Regions from separate parts of the Zea mays genome. Here region 2 is linked to region 1. The links are chromatin contacts, called in public Hi-C maps. All regions are on one chromosome and are shown on one strand. Each heading gives the region's core, a stretch centred on a gene start, on an enhancer-like site or on the middle of the called end of the contact. The rest is flanking DNA. Distances are from core to core; before and after follow the strand shown. Region 1 holds the start of LOC103636115. Region 2 holds the start of LOC100283539.

The links. Hi-C and Micro-C count contacts between places; a contact is called where the count stands out from the background.
Region 2: a Hi-C map of bundle sheath shows a contact between it and region 1, with 2.8 times the contacts expected there. The contact joins the promoter of LOC100283539 here to the promoter of LOC103636115 in region 1. A contact is called at or near these places in 4 of 25 Hi-C or Micro-C datasets (bundle sheath, ear, leaf and 1 more).

Annotation. Positions count from the first base shown.
Region 1 is chr1:70,415,703-70,421,379 of Zm-B73-REFERENCE-NAM-5.0, forward strand. LOC103636115 reads left to right here and starts at 3,505. Exons shown (of 1, transcript XM_008658482.2): 1 at 3,505-4,734. The coding sequence starts at 3,775. The coding sequence ends at 4,368.
Region 2 is chr1:70,780,233-70,785,909 of Zm-B73-REFERENCE-NAM-5.0, forward strand. It overlaps LOC100283539, which reads left to right and starts at 2,413. Exons shown (of 6, transcript NM_001156439.2): 1 at 2,413-2,878; 2 at 2,993-3,100. The coding sequence starts at 2,543.

The DNA of each region.
Region 1 (5,677 bases), core at 2,255-4,754:
TCAACTCCTCTCTTTCCTCCTCCCGCGTCGCGCCAAGCCAAGGAGGCGGACCCGCGACCGGCAGCGGAGCCAGCCCCATGTGCCTAGCACGGCGGCGGGGCAGCGCCACGGGACCCACATGCCAATGTCACGACGAGCGGAGAAGGATAAATCATTACCGGAATTTCGAGTACTAAATACTTTATCGAGTGTTTTTTTAGCACTCAATAAAAAAGTTTTTTGTCGAATGTCACGTAAAAAACTCTCGGTAAAATATAACACTCGACGAAGTTTGCCGAGTATTTTATTTTTGACACTCGACAAATAGTTTCTTTGGCGAGTGTTTTTTTTTTACACTCGACAAAGAGCTTCTTTGCCGAGTGTAAAAAATATAACACTCGGCAAAGAGCTCTTTGTCGAATGTTTTTTTTTTCAACACTAAGCAAGGACAATTTAAAAATCACATTTTAAAGCAGTAAATTAATTCAAATGAAAAACTTTTCAACTATAAATTTGTATAACTCATCATGATGTACATTTTATATTTTGAACATTTCTTCATATGAAAAAGTAAAAATAAATTTGTTCATAAAACATATATCTCTCTCGTAGTTTATGAAAATACGAGAGAGATGTATAAAATTTGTGCATATTGTTAGAACCATCATGTGAGATGAACAAATGACTAAACAACCAAAATAATTTTTGTAGATCTTAAGAAGTTATAGAAGTTTTTAGTTGACAACTTTTCCATTTGAAGTCATATTGTCAACGAAAACTACGTCTAAATTTAAAAAAATAAAATTTGAATTTTGAAAACGACCTCGAAAGAAAAAACCACAAACATAAAAGTTGTAGATATTGAAGAGTTATGAAACTTTGTAGTTGACAATGTTTTGGTTTGAAATTATCTTGTCATGCAAAACTATTTTTAAATTTAGAAATTTGAATTTTTCAAACTACCTCGGATGGAAAAACCACCAAAATAAGAAGTTGTAGGTCTTGAAATGTAATGAAACTTTGTAATTGACAACTTTTTGATTTGAAATCATTTTATCATTGAAAAATTCGTGTGAAGTTTTCAAATTTAAAATTCAAATTTTGTAAACGACATCGGATGTAGAAACTATTAAAATAGAATTTGTAGATCTCAAAAAGTTATGCAACTTTATATTTGGTCACATTTTCAAATAAATTCATTTAGTGTCTTAAATAATTAAATTACTCTCGGTTTGTTATAGTATATGAGGAATGAAAACGTAATATAGACGTAATTGGTGTAGTAGTGTAGTGGTATAGGAGGGTATGCGCGAGAGCATGTAGATTTGATTCAAAATAATAATGAAAAATGATAGAGCGGTGGGTAAGGTAATAGGAGTTGTTTCTATAATTTTAAAAAATGTTTTTATGTTTTTTTGGATTTTTAATTTGTCGAGTGCTTTTCGACACTCGGCAAAGTCTTTGCCGAGTGTCCAAAAAAAGTACTCGGCAAAGAACCTTCTACCGATAAAATATTTGCCGAGTATTATTTGCCTAGTGTAAAATAGTCTTTGCCGAGTGTCTTAGACACTCGGCATAAGACACACGGCAAAGAACGCGATTCCAGTAGTGACCGAGGGGAAAAATGTGTCAATTTCTATTTCTTTGAGGGATTGTCGAAAGTTTTTTACTACCATATAACTCATGCAAACACTACAATCCGTGGGTTCGTAGAGAGGAGAGGAGGGGCGGCGACTTGAGGAGAGAGGTTGACAGTGACAACGCCGAGAGGAGAAGAAGGGGCGACTGGCGGACGATTATGATTGCATAATAACTTGGGAGCTAGACAAATGATTTAGAAACAAACACAAGCAAGAGAACTTAGGAGGGAGAAGGGGAAAATAAATCATAAGCGATACAACACAAAAGACACGAGCGATTTATTTACCGGAGTTCGGCTTCCAAATGGAACCCACATCTTCGTTGATGCGTACCTAAGGATGGGTCTCTTTCAACCCCTCGAATGATTCCAAAGATCAAGCTCGAGCCCTCTCTTTCTACTCAATCAAAGAACCTAAGTCCTCGTAAGGATCTTGAAAGCTCTCTTGTGGGTTTTGGTGATTTGGATGACAACCCAATTAAAGGGCTGACAGGTCTGTTACGTATTGGACATGTTCTTAGTATAGAGCTTGTAAAGTTCAACACAAGTGTTCAAGAGTTATGGTCCAAATGTTGAGTTGATTATGGTTGTGGACATCACGAGTGAAGAATAATGCTTAAGTGAGTCTCCGCGATCATATCTTAGAGACAGCTGATCAAGCCAAGGATGGAAACAAGAAGAGCTTCGAGGTACCGAGTGCACGGTAGAAGGTCAAGGAGGCTGAGGAACCCAAAGCCAAGGGTAAAGAAGAAGACTTGCAAAGTCAAGGTTGATTGAGTTGAGAAGAGCTATGGTAAATCGAGGATCACTATCTAAGTATGTGACTTACAACCAATGAGGAAACATCTATATTTATGCAGTGTAAGTCATAAGACTCAAGATCAAGTTGAAGATGTAAAGCAAGGTCGCTAGAAGGAGGAGTAATGTCAAATCCAGAACTTAGAAGCAACCCAAAAGAGCTAAGTTCTTTCTGACTTTTAGTTGGGGTGTTCTTGTGTTTGGATATGTTCTGTGTGACCTTTGCAGAGTGTTAGAGCTCCTAGATAGCAATCTAGATCAAGTCTTGGAGACTTGGAGTTTTGGAATCCAACATCGACCTCAAACAGGCCAAAAGAAGCAATGTTGCATACACCTTCTACTATGCATATGGAACTTTAGTTTTGCTCTCTAAACCATGTTTATAGAGAAAGTGTCATTTGGAGCTCTGTTTGAGGTAAAACATAAATCCTAGAGAAAAGAAGTGAAGGGGGGTATGAACCCATCATTTAGTCGATTGTTCCAGTGGCTAACTATGTTTGTCTAAGTGTTAGAGAACCTCACAAAAACAGTCGAGAAAAAATGAAGGAGTTCAGCTCAAAAGAGCCAAACTTAGGTTAGACTGGGCTTCATCAGACAGTCCGGTGTGCACCAGACATGTCCAGTGGCAGACGACCAACAACTCTTAGGCGACCCAACGGTCGACAGCGGGATCAACGCTAACCACGTCAGCTCATCAACAGTTAGGAGAGGTCACCGGACAGTCCGGTGCCCACCCGAAAAAAAGAACTAGCCACCTAATACGGTGACCGTTGCACAATAATTAATTCATACAATAATTAATATGTAAAACACTACTCCCTACGTCCCAAATTACTAGATTCACACAATAATTAATTCATACAATAATTAATGTATAGTTTTTATATATATATATATATATCTAGGTTCATAATTATTCATATGAATATGAACATAAAATCTAGAGTTAAAATGATTATTATTTTGATATAGAGAGATTATTTATACAGTGATTTTAAAATAGAAAGACTATTGGACATAGTCATAACCCGGACCGCAAGAAGGGAAAGGGATAGCACGTATACACACAGAAAAAAGTAATGAAAATAAAAGAAAAGGTCTATCAGCAGGAAAAGAAAACCCACAGGAAGGCTGGAAACCGCCATTGCAGGGGCTACAAATACAGGAAACCACTCACCCTCTCTCCCACTTCCTCGCCCTCCAACCTCTCCTGATCTCCTCCTCTGGTCCGCATAGAGGAGCAGCTTGCCAGCCAAGGACACCGGAGCACGGGCACGGGCGCACGGCCAGCGCGAACCTCCTCCCCTCCCCTCTTCTTCCGTTTCCAACAGCGAGGCATAGTGGAGAAGGCGAGGAGCATGGCGCGCAAACTAGAGATCCCCCAGTGGAAGCACGACGGCCTTCCGTCGCCGACGAGCCCGCTGGACCGCGCGTCGCCCCGTGGGTGGCGCCACCGCGACGCCGTCGGAGGCGTCGGGCTCGGGATCCTGGCGGCGCTGGAGGCCGAGGGCCCGCTGCCCGGCGCCGGCGCCGCCGCCGCGCCGCGGGTGTCCATCCCGCGGCGCGCGGCGCGGCTGGAGGTATCGGAGCTCGCGTGCAGCGGGCGGTGCGCCACCAGTCTGTGCGGCGGCCCGGTGTCCGGCCGGGCCGGCGGCGGCGGTGGAGCGGCGTTCCGCGTGGCGGAGTTCCTCTCGTGCTGCGACATGTGCCGCCGGGCGCTGGACGGGAAGGACGTCTTCATGTACCGCGGGGAGCGCGCCTTCTGCAGCATGGAGTGCCGGTACCACGCCATCGTGAGCGACGAGTTCCGGGAGGCGGAGGAGGAGAAGGAGCGGAAGCGCCGCGCGGCGGCCGCCGACGTGCCCAGGAAGTCGGCCGCTGAGATGGTGGCCGGCTCGCCGTGCAGCGGCGGCGGGCAGATCTTCTTCACCACCGGCATCGTCGTCGCATGATGGGCGCGCGGTGCGGATCCGTCGTTCCGTCTAGTCTAGTGACGAAACAAAAAAAAAATCCAGCTGGAGGAACCGGCGGACGCTGTAAGATAAACATGACAAAACTAAAAAAAAAGGAAGCACGAGAAATAAGGGTGGGTGTGTTTGTGTAGAGAAATGGGTGGGTGGGGGAAACTTTGTTCCTCCTCTCCTCCTCTTTGGTAGAGGAGGCATCATGAGGATGGTGGGCGGGATGAGATGTTTTGTAGCATAGTAGCAGGAGGGAAGGAGAGGGATGATGGCAAGTTTTCCAAGGATTGTTGCTTCCCTTTTGTTTTCTCATCTGTCTGCTCTGGCAAAAAGGAATAACATTCTTGTTCAAATCCATCCCGCTCCACGTTGTTGGTGTTGAGAAACCTCCTCTTCTCTACAAGCATTCGATGAACTGTTGTGGTGCTCTGCTCATCAAGAAATATTGCCATAAAAAGAGAAGGTGACCATGACGACTTGCTGCAGCCAGAAAGGCATGAAGCACACTCGCGTCTAGTTCAGCTTCAGATGAACTTGTTGTGATGCTTGTTCAAAGAGAACTGATTTCAGAGAGATCAACGAGGACGCGTCCAGTCCATGTCCTTTACTGGGTTCTGCTGCTGGAAGTCCAAACCCAAAGAAGCAGAGCTGCCAGGAGGATAGATAGTGTTTGGCTGGTCCTGCCGCTGCCCGTCCGTCCTCCTAGCAAAAGCACCAACCGCCAGCGTGCTGCTGCATCTATGTGCGGGTGTGGCCTGCTGCTACTAGGTAGTACTGGCCGACGGCGTATCCATGGATCCATCGACACTTGTAGCTCGTCCTAACCTTGCACCAGAAGGGGAGTGGGAATCCCGTGGAGAAGAAAAGAAGATGGGGGAAAAAGAGAGACAGTCTCCTAGGGATGCAAGATCTCCCCACCGAAGCAAGGAACGGCTTGGTGAATTTACGTTGAAGGATGTGGTGGTGGCACAGCAGCTGGTCGATGCTTTAGTTTTGATAATCATCGGGATGCATGCAAGTCATATACTAGTGCTTTTGTTTGTGATTTCTGAACAGCAGCCAATTGCACTCCATTAGCATAGCATCAACTGTCTGATACATACTCGCAGCAGGCAGGCAGGCAGTCCAAATACAGTTGTAGCTGTTTGGATGATCTGGGACTGGGAACCCATCGGCTCCATGCTTCAGGGAGGCAACACAGTATAATATGTGACGGTCACTATCAGACTAGCTGGCATCATGATAGCTGTGTGGCCCGGAGAAGAAGAAGAAGAAAAAGTCTATTGCCTTCCATGATCGC
Region 2 (5,677 bases), core at 1,163-3,662, 360 kb after region 1:
CATGCACAAAGGATTAGGATAAAAGACTTGGATACAACTTAACAGAGAAAAGATTCATGTATGTTCACATGAGAGTCTCCTATGGAGAAAATGAAGGTAATAGTGAGAATTTCGAGAAGATGGAATAATCGCCATAACATGGCACAACAATGATGAGTGCATATGGCACACCCTTAGTATCTCTCAACTTTTTAAATAGACAGCATCATAGTTCACATATTTAAGCTGAGTAAAAAATAGTCAAAATCCCATGAGACAAACTATAATACACTGCAACATTTAATATGGACTTATGATTTATTTACCTAATTTTTAAGTTTGAAACTTTTAAAGTCGTGCAAATTAGGTGTTGAATAGTGGAGGTCAATTATGTTTTGTGCGTTTGTTTAAAAAGGTTTCTCTTTGTGGTTGAACCATATGCACCGTCACACACAAATGAGATGGGTTAGGGGGACCTCAACCAACTCTAGATTCATAAAAAAGAAGTTAACTGTAGATTTTTTCCCCAAACACTCTAGATCTATCAAATTCGGATTCACCAAAATGGTGGATCTAGAAGCAAGATTCACCATTTTGGTGGAGCTCCTCAAGAAGTGCTCCATTGACTTAAGTTTGAAGGAGCCAAAGAAAGTTACCTACCATACCTTTGGTTACACACCCTTTCACCATACCAATTTGTTTATGTTCACGTTTCTTTTGGGTGTCTCTTATTCTTCCATGGTTGTGCTCGCCCTAGCCTCGGTCGCACGTTGTACCTACCCTGATCGTCCTCCTTACTGGCTTAACCAGGCCAAACTCTCCCCTAGCCTCGGCCTTCGGACGCACGCTATGCCCTCTTTGGCCAATCGCCTCGCTGGTCCTGGTCGCGCTACCTTGGCCTATACATGCACATTAGGGCTATGTCTAATGGATTAGCCCAAAGCACGAAGTTGGAGGCACGACCCAAGTCTGATGCGACCTAGATTAACTGTGGGCCTATGCCGGCATGACATAATGTGTGGGCTATGCTTGGGCCTCAACTAAGGCACACGAGCCGGCCTGGCATGATCCATTTAAATAAGGCTCGTCAAAGCCCACTAAATCACACGTAATGAACTAAATATTAAATATTTGGTGGTTGTACTCTTTTTTCCTTCTAACCAAAGGTTTAATAAGATAGCCTCAAAACAACTCAGTTCTATTTTGGTCATATATGTTATGTGCTTTTGTTTATGTTTTATTTAATTTGATTTGTTGCATTGATTGAATGAATTACTTTGTATTATATATTGTTCTGTTTATATGGACAGACATGACACATTATAGTATTTTGGACTATTTGTGCGGGCTTGGCACACTTAAGTATTTGTGGACCGTGCCGTGGACTGATGGTTCAACCCAAAGGCTAACACAACATGACCCATAATTAGAGTTGTTTTAGTAGACTATGCCTTAATGAGTCGTGTTTTAATGTACTTGGGCCGTGTCGACCTAGCCCAACTTAGATGTACATCTATCCTGTAGCCTCGATCAAGACGGGCTTACCCCAACCTTGTCGGTTTGGTTAGGCATTTTCGCCTGGCCCTGGCCTAGCCGCAAGATATGCCCGCTCGCCTCTTTGGCTCTGGCTGCACTGTCCCGGATCTACTCCAGCCCAGTCATGCTCTCTAGTCCTGATCATGTCGAGTTATATCCTCATATCAGTATATGATATTACACGTATTTTTTATTTGGGAAACTAGGAAGCTGATAGAGACTGATATATGAGTTTATTCTAGAGATAACATATACAATTTCAACCAAATATGTGTATTTATTCTAGGGATAATATAGACAATTTCAACCGAAATGTTCTTGCGTAAATTCGGAGGTCTTGTACCGCCAAACAGTATATTGTAGATTTATGGAGGATCTCGAATTTGAATAGTAAATCTTAGATCAAATTTATGTTTTTGGGTAAAGCTCTACTAAGGGTTAGTTTGAAAACCCTATTATCCTAAAGGATTTTCATTTTCTCAAGGTAAATTAGTTTATTTTCCATTGGGAAAATAAGAATTCACTAAGAGCTAGTTTGGTAACACCATTTTTTCGATGGATTTCTATTTTTCTAAGAAAAAATAAACTAATTTTTCTTAGGAAAACGAAAATCTCTTAAAAAAATGTGATTTCTAAACTAGCTCTAAAAAATAGACCTCCCAAACTAGCCCTAAATGTTAATCTTAGAACCAGATTTTATTTTAACGGTAAAGCTCTGTGCACGCGCGTGCCCGAACCGCGCTGCTGCTGCCTGCTCTGCTGGTGATTTTGCCGCACGCGTCGTCGACGTCGACCTCGCGTTCATAGTGATCCACGTGTTGCTCGAGCCGAACGCACGATCCGTGGCTTGCGAGGGAGCGCCACGTAATGCCCCAGGCCGCGGGCTGCCTCTCTTCAATCGGGGCTTCGGCGTCAGCGTCTCAGCGACCAGAACAATCACCACCGTCCGTCCGTCCCGTTCCTCTTCTCGCAGGTTGGACCCGTCAGTCACACACCTCCGAAGTCGGAACCTCCCTGCCCCAACACAATGGCCTCCTCCCTCGCCGCGCGCCGCCTCCTCTCCCGCGCAGCCGCCGTGCGCCGTTTCCCCGTCCCCTTCGCCTCCGCCCCAGCCCCCGCGATGGCTCCCCGCAGTTTCTCCGCCGACGCGGGACCGCCTCCGCCGCTCCCGCCACCGCCGCCGCAGCCCGTCGTCGAGCCGCCCACGTCGGAGGGCGCGGGTGCCTCGTCCTCCTCCACCACCGCTGGTGCCGGAGGGGCCCACAGGTCGTCGCCGGGAGCCGCGGCGGGGGCGCGGCGCCAGGGTGGTGCGGGCTACGAGGAGGAGCAGGAGAAGGTCCTCCGCGCGTCGCTGCTCCACGTGGTTGCGATTCGAATCCACTCCTCCAAATCGACTTCCATTTTTGCGTGTCTTGGTACTTAATTTAGCATATAATATGGAAGATATTTACTGTTCGTGTATGGCTGTATTCTGTAGCCGCGCATGGGGTGGAGCGAGTCGGCCATGGTCGCGGGGGCGAGGGACGTTGGCGTGTCCCCTGCCATCGTGGGCGCATTTCCAAGGAAGGAGGCCGCCCTTGTGGAGGTAGCATTGCTTCTTTTGCTTCTCAATAGGATGATTTGAGTAATTGAGTTGTGACCTTTTTTGGATTCTGTGAGTGTGAGGTGACCAAATTAATCTCCCTAAGAAAAAGAAGAGCAACTATTTATCTAGATCTCCTGTTGCCTCAAAAGGAATAGATGTGATGGATCTCACCAAACTTGTGGGCTATAGGCTGATACTTATTTTTCTTTAACTGGATTGTCTTAATAATTCATGTCTGTCCATTTGTTAAAGATACTGCAAATGCTCTTGATCAGTATACCTGCATCAAGCACAATTGCTTGTAGAAGTAGTTATTTAGGTAGTGTCTGACTTTTTTTTTGCCTGTATTTATATATAAACTAACATATGGAATTTTGGCATACAACTTATCTATTTTCTGTCTCCTTGGTATCTTGAATACAATATATTTCCTTGATATATCTAAAATGTTTGTGCATTTGCTTAGATTGTGAGTGGGCGAGTTAGGTATCCTTTGTTTGCTTGGAAGTTGGAACCATGAAAGACATCTGAAAAAATGGAGCATCCAACACTAATTTGACTTTCTAGCTTTATTCTTTTTATAATGTGGTTGGATTTTGGCAAACTAACTTATCTTTTTGAAAACTATATGGTTTCTCGTTTTTCTTGTCATTGCAATGTTCGGGAATTTACTTATGCATGGTAGCTCATGATCAGTTTGATCACTGAACCCCATTTTATTCAATACCCAGTGGTCACTTGAGGCGCATGACATGACTCTGCATGCACATACACATATATGCTGTTAGTGGGCATGACTTCTTCTATGTTCCAATTTTTTTAGATGAAACTTCTATGTTCCACTGTTATCTACCATGTTACTTCTAGAACCATTTACATATGAAATAGTGCACTTCCTTCAACTAACCAGGACATTTTATTTGCATACATACACATAAATAGAAATTAAAAACACATGTTATCTATGTAGCCTGTTCAATAAATGGTTGACACATGAAAAAAGGTTGAAGATTGCTCAGATATGCTGTTCTACTGATGGTTCATATGTAATGAAACTTGAGAAATCAACTGGTAAAAAGATGGTGCTTAGTTGCTAGTTGTGTGCGTGTTCCTAGATGCACTTGATGGGAAACTAGAAAATAGAAAAAGGGGGTTGAAAGAAGTTATTTTTCTAAGAAAATTAATCAGTCTGAGACTCTGAGTAACCATGCTCTGATGGCCTATGGCCTAGTATGTCTCTGTAATTCTTCCTAGACAGCTGTCTTTACTTCCATTTGTCAAGGTTCTCCTTGTTGTAACGATCATCATATTGAACAAACATATGTCACTGGAATGCCCTGATGCTACTACCACCTGTGTTGGCTTCAATCATTCCATGTCAGCTACAGTGTGCTCACACTTGCTGTTAGTCATGACATGCTTCAAAAAAAAGTTTGTCATTGACTCATTGTTGTAACCCACCTCTCTTATCTTGGTCCTGGTAAGAGGGGTGCTTGTATGGACCATTTCCCCTATAGTACCTATGTGTTCAGAAAAAAAAGTCATGACAATACTATTTCTGCTTTGTTTGTTGGCAATGCATTCCACACTGGTTTAGGCTACTCTACTATGCTCAAGTTCAGATGATAAACACCTTGCAGATGTTACATGTATTTATTTGTTTTCTTTTATTGAACTGGGAGGTAATGAGAAACAAAGAGATGGAAAAAAGCCAAATAGTGATGAATAAGAAAGAGAGAAGGAAGACTGAAAACGGGAAAGCTATATTTAGTTGGATGGCAACATCATCGAGGGATGGGCTAAGTTTTCAAGTTTTAATACTTCTAGGTTGGTGAATTACTGTAAAAGAATATTGTCAGTAACTTCAAGTCATCTTGAATGTGATGGTGATTAATTTTGATTCAGTAAAAACTCAAACTTCCTCTGGTCAGTTTTGTCATGATGCATGTTTGAAAAGAAAATAATTGCATGTGCTTATCTTTAGACGATTCTTTGTTGCTGCCTTGTGCAGACTAGAGGGTGCCCCATTTTGTTTTCAGTCTGAACTGATGTTGTTCGACCATTCTTCTAAATGTTTGAATCTTCCTGGGATTATGTAAAATTTCTTTGACATCTACCACGGATAACAGGGAATGAATGGAAGATGCCTGATTTGACTGTAGAGATGGCTAAAATCTTCATAAATAATTGGATATCCCAAAGTTTACAGGAATCAATGACATTGCAGAACCAGATCAAACTCTTTTTACTTCACTGAATGAATAAAATAAGTCACAGCTGCCCTTGGGAAAAATTTATTAGAAACATTCTCAAATGTATTACGGTACTTAGAGCAACTCCAATACTTCTCTAAACAACTCTCTAAATCTTAAATTTAAGAAGTGAACAAAAAAATGTATTTCTAATGGTTCTTTAAATAGACTTGCTAAATTTAGTTAGTTGCTATCCAACTCCATTTACTCTCCACATTTAGCAACTCGATAGGAACTCACCAAGTGCAGTCGACGTCAATTTCTTCACACTCGTGTGATTATTTTTCCCCTTTCCCACACAGTGAGGTTAGGTAGCCAGGTACGA